Regions from separate parts of the Zea mays genome. Here region 2 is linked to region 1. A link is a contact called in public Hi-C data. All regions are on one chromosome and are shown on one strand. The core of a region is the stretch at or near the end of the contact, and the rest is flanking DNA. Distances in the headings are between cores, read along the strand shown.

Evidence for each region. Hi-C and Micro-C count contacts between places; a contact is called where the count stands out from the background.
Region 2: a Hi-C map of tassel shows a contact between it and region 1, with 4 times the contacts expected there. The contact joins the promoter of LOC100272502 here to the promoter of LOC103628691 in region 1. A contact is called at or near these places in 5 of 25 Hi-C or Micro-C datasets (ear, endosperm, leaf and 1 more).

What each region holds. Positions count from the first base shown.
Region 1 is chr5:175,347,479-175,350,289 of Zm-B73-REFERENCE-NAM-5.0, forward strand. LOC103628691 (agamous-like MADS-box protein AGL80) reads right to left here and starts at 1,477. Exons shown (of 1, transcript XM_008648849.2): 1 at 614-1,477. The coding sequence starts at 1,477. The coding sequence ends at 614.
Region 2 is chr5:175,483,075-175,485,885 of Zm-B73-REFERENCE-NAM-5.0, forward strand. It overlaps LOC100272502, which reads left to right and starts at 1,376. Exons shown (of 12, transcript XM_008683160.4): 1 at 1,376-1,638; 2 at 2,218-2,410; 3 at 2,513-2,617; 4 at 2,767-2,784. The coding sequence starts at 1,552.

The DNA.
Region 1 (2,811 bases), core at 227-2,726:
ATCCAAGACAAAACCTAGGATCTCTCCTTTTTGACGGATCCCTCCTGGGGATCAGATTTAGGTGTTATTGGCGAATGTCGCTGCTTCTACGCACACACAAATCGTCTGACCACCGGACGCGGACAGTCCGGTTCAATACAGAGAACACTCCGCTCCTACCGGCGGTTGCGGACCATCCGGCCCTAGGCCGTGGACTATCCGCGCTACCGCAGAAAACACCAACGCTAGTACACATCAAGGTGATTGGCGTCCAGATCAATGTCAACACTGTGCATATATGTGGTCTGACATAAAATATAGCGCATTACATGTACAGATGATATGATATGATGTCTGTAAAGGGTAACAATTCATGAATCCGTTTTTGTTCCAACACCATACACAGTAACCGACATGTATGTCGCATGACAAGTACAATACTTAGGACGAATGAAAAACCACACTGGCAAGTAAAAATAAAATCATATACTAGGATGGAGTGGAGTATTATATATAGGCGGTACGGTACGGGACACCGGACACGAACGACGGCAGGACCGGATACGAGTACTATGACGAGCGACGACGACGGCGATGGTGCCGTCGACTGTGGCGGCCGGGGCGCCTCCGGTCCTCAGATCGGAGGGAAAGGAGAAAGGCCAGGATCAGCCCACCCAAATCCGGCGCCCAAATTGCCCAGATGAGGCAGCATGTCAGCCACCACCCCAACGCTGGTGCCGCCGGCGCCTCCGAAGCTCCCGCGCCCACCACCGAAGCCACTGTAGACGAGCGCGCCGAGGTCCCCTCCGGCCTTGGCCACTTCCATCAACCAGCTGGGCGCCTGCGGCTGCGCAGCCGCCTCATGGACAACGCCCGCGTGCCCGTGCTCGGCGGGGGCGTCGACGCTGTAGGGCACCAGCGGCAGCAGGCTCACCTGAGGCAGCTGCAGCTGCAGGTTCGTCGTCGCAGTCGCAGGGTCGGGGAGGACGACGTCCTGGCCGCCCTTCCCGGCGGTGGCGGCCTGGAGGCGCTCGATGGCATCCTTGACGCCGTTGAGGCGGTTCTCCACCATCCAGCCGAGGCCGGCGATCTCCTCGACGGAGAGGCCCGCGAGGCCCGGGCGGCGGCCGGCGATGGCGTCGTGCAGGAGGAGCGCCGTCTCGCGCTCGTGGTTCTCGCGCCGCGCCTTGCGCAGCTGCTCCCTGAGCTTGTCGATGCGCTGGTTCAGGAAGCCCTCCATGTCCATCATCTTCTTGCACTGGTCCAGCTCCGGCATCGCCTTGAAGCGGGCCAGCACCTGGGCCGCCTTGGCCACGTCGTCCGGCCACACCTCGGGCTGCGACTCCCCGTCGCCGTACACCACCACGCAGGCGTCCACGTCGCACAGCGTCGCCAGCTCGCTCGCCTTCTTCATCAGCCCCTTGCGCCGCTTCTTGAAGGTGGCGCGCCGGGTCGAGTCGTTGGCGATCCACTGCAGGGTCACCTTCTTGCGAGCCATGTCGTCCGGCGCCGGCGCTGGCGATGGGAATCAAATCAAAACGCAAAATGGCGGTTGCTGAGACTGCATGCCATCCTGGAGCGCTTAGCTAGGGCCTAGGGGAAGGAGGAATAGAGATCTCATTTTATAGCCGTCCGTTTGGAAAGAAATGATATAGAATCGTACCATTATTACTATGATACGGAAACAGTTAAGATTTGGATCATAATAGTAGAAATTTAGCGTGTCGATGCTGATTCATTCAAATACACCTAGTAGCTACTAGCTAGCTAGCTGGCTAGCGTATCTTTCCCACACTTATTTTTGCCCATCTAGAAACGATGTCATCTAATGGCCTATATATGTTCATATAGCAACTTGGATTGATTTTGGAGATTTGAAATACATTAACACGGGAATACGCATGCATATACTGCATGATTGGTTGACTCGACGTCGAGCGTCGGTCTCCAGCTAGCCCGGACCGCTGGGTACGCAGGATAGATGTGTTTCCGCGCATGCAGACAATCAAGCGAAAAAAAATACTTCTGCTGCATGTGCGGGTGCAGGCTGCCACCCTCTTCTTCAGTTAACCAAACAGACGTTGTGCAAAGTCAATGGAACGCCACGGGCCTGGAGACAGCGGCCAACCAACCAATCACGCAGATAGTGATTTATTGGCAGCACTTATAAGAAGTCTGTTTGACGTTATTATAAGTATTTATTAGTTGACATGTTTGGACGATCGATGGATGCCAGTGCCACGATAAATGTACGCCTGATTTTTTTATTTTGTTTTTTCATAAAAAATTTATGTTTAGTTTTTTTTGGAGAAACGAATCATATGTTTACACACAATGCTTCGGCTTCATGGCGCATCAAGATTACACGTGTCAGCACCATAAGTTACGAGATGTCGAGATATAAGTCAAATACTATGGACAGTGATCTGACACCACTTGGATGTCATATGGTCTGTAATGCTGACCTCAGCACCACAGATCATGACGTTGAGCAGCCTCATCTTATCTTATTTCTCTTTCCTCTGTCTCGACCTCGACCATGTCTAGATCCTCTTCATTAGTCGTGGCATCGTGCCTCTTGTCTATCGGCTTGCCCATCGCGCCGCCCAATCCCTTGGCCCACCATATGCCGCAATATGCTTATATGCTGACGGATTTCCTCATGAAATTTATCTGTCAGCAATGCACGGAAGCAATGTGCCTTTGTAGGTTTGTGGTCGCTAGTGAAGAGGACGGCTTGAAGATTAGTTGAGGGCCAAATTGATGTCTATTAGAAACTAATGGAGATCGACACTGCCAGGTGTGGTTTAAGATAGGCAATATATTATATAT
Region 2 (2,811 bases), core at 126-2,625, 140 kb after region 1:
AACACTTGTTAGTGCACGTCTCTCACATGGTCTTCTTTGGTTGTTCAAGTTCTTCGCCGACTTCAAGCACCGCCGTCGTGCTACAATGACACTATCAAGGACCTTCTTCCTATGCGTCGTGGCTCTCCTGACGTGACAGCTCCAGAAACCTCAATGTGTCGCCACGCCTACCTCTTTGCCTTCATCCAGCACAACCTTGTTGCTAGCGTCGCTGTCTCATCCTCACCGCTCTGATAACCGTGAGCTGCAACGACACTCCCGTCATATTGTACCACAACCGTTGTGGAGGTCTTCTCTGATGGTCCCTTTCAGACGCTGACACTTGGTTGGGGCCTCTACCTAGTATGTGTGGTACTAGCAAACACCAACATATGCATTCGTGTACGACACATTTCTAGGCGTGGCAAACATGGGGCATGCCTCGTCCATGGCGGTTTGACAACATCGTCCTCAATGTCAGCTTCTTCCACTACAACTGCATAGTCGTCTTCGTCTATGGTGCCCTCCTTCTGCGCCATCGTCACCCTGACGCCTCTTGGTGCGTTGCGGGCCTTCCCGCATGCTGCGCCTGTGCCGCGACTTATCGGCTTGTCTTCTTTGACATCCTCAATAGCTCCATCGACCACAACTCCCTACACACAGCACTGACACAACGCTCTATGCCCTTGCACTCGGTACCTCGACATTATCGGCACAAAGGGCTATCATTTGCATGGGCTACTCTAGTCGCCGCATTCGCATGACGTTCCTACCGAGGGGGATAACTCAATTGTTCTCCAGTCCGTCCATTCGTGTTGCTAACACTACGACTACGGGGATGTTGGAGTATATTAAGTAACTCCTGATATGGTTGGTTTAAGATAGATTGTAATCCCGAGATAACATTCCTTATCTTTAGAATAACCTTCCTCAACTCTAGGATAGACTTCTTGCCATCCATGTTATGTACTCCTATATTTTCTCTATACACTCAATGCAATATATCCCACACATTATACACAATCTCTCATTCCTACAATTACAACAATGAATCTAAATAAACATTTTTGATAAAATAAAGTTAATTGTAAGTAAACTACTTTATAAATTTTAAAATAGTTAATGTTTTCTATTTTATATATTATATTACACTATTTGTGTTCAGTTTTTAAACAATAAATAACTTATCATTAAAGTGTGCTTAATAATAAAATAAACTATAATAAAATAACCAATATGTATATAAAGTTTTAAATAAGACGAATAATCAAATGTTTTTTCTAAAAATTGAAAATATCAATATTTTTAGTACGTAGTAATAAATAAAATATAAGCAACACAATTAAAATGTAAAAGTAAAAAAAAAATCTGACGGTCTCCATACAGGCTACAGCCTGAAGTCTGCTCAGCGTGTTGTAGGCTTGTAGCTTTCCTCAAAAACCTCGGGCTTCCCCTGGCTTCCATGCAGCAGTCCCCCCTTCGTGTCGCACTCGCACAGTCGCACTCCATAAGGCAAGGAGGAAAACAGAGAGACGACCACCGCTCCGCGCCGGCCGGCCATTCCATCCGGCAATGGCCTCCGCCGCCGGTGCTGCGTTCGCCGCCATCACCCTCCTCATCCTCGTACCCCTCACCGCCGCTTCGGACTCCGACCACAAGGTACCGGTCTACCGGACGACTTGCCCCCCATCTCCCAGTCTCGCCCCGTCGAAACGAGCACACTACATGCGACGGAAAACCTGCTCCCCTCCCCCCTGGTGTCGTGCCTCCCAGCGACAGCGGTTGGCTCGGCTCGCGCGCTCCGCTCCGCACACGCTAGATCCGCGATCGCTTGGGGTCAGATCTGCGTGTCGCCGGCCCGGGCGATTGGGATCTCTCTGTATTGCGCGCCGGGTCGAGCTGTCGAGCGGTTGCTAGATCTTATCTGTGTTCGTAGCCGATTGCGGTTGGGAGTGAAATGGATGGGGAGAAACAACAGTGTGGAAACCTTCAGGCCATTGTGTCGATTAGTAATCTTCTGACGTTAGACCGATCGAAGTGCATCTTCTATGACTATTTTTTCTTTGTTGCATTCAGTTCAGGTACGTATTGCTTGTGCCTTGCTTTTGCCTCCATTGTGTAAGTTAGGTGAATTTTGTGCCCAGCGCTAGATAGGATTTTTACGTTTTTGCCAACAAGCTGTCTAATCGTTCTCATCCATGCGCTTTCTTTCTTTCTGCTGCTGTTTGTTTATTTTAGTACCAAGCAGCGGAGCCTGTGACGCTCTGGGTGAACAAGGTTGGTCCGTACAACAATCCGCAGGAGACATACAACTACTACAGCCTCCCATTTTGCCATGCGTCAGAAAACCATGTGCATAAGTGGGGAGGACTCGGCGAGGTCCTTGGTGGGAATGAGCTCATTGACAGCCAGATCGACATAAAGTTTGGAAGTAAGTGATCCTTGCTTTTGTCCTGCTTCAGTACTTTAACAGTGAAGGGGTAATGTAGATGTGATGAGGCCGATGACTAAAATTTGTAATGCTTTGTCTCAGAGAATGTTGATAAGGCCACAATTTGTTCGCTAGACCTCGATCTTGTCAAGGCTAAGCAATTGTCGGATGCGATTGAGAACTCATATTGGTTTGAATTTTTCATTGGTGAGCTATATGTTTTTATGTTTTATTAACTGGTGTGCCTGCTTGCCATTATAGAAATAACTAAATCTGTATGCACTATGCACTTGATGTACTGACTTATGATTTTCTTTTTTGGACACGTTGCCCCCTGCTATTGTGCTACAATCAAGATGATTTGCCTTTGTGGGGTATGCATATACTCCTTACTCTTTTCT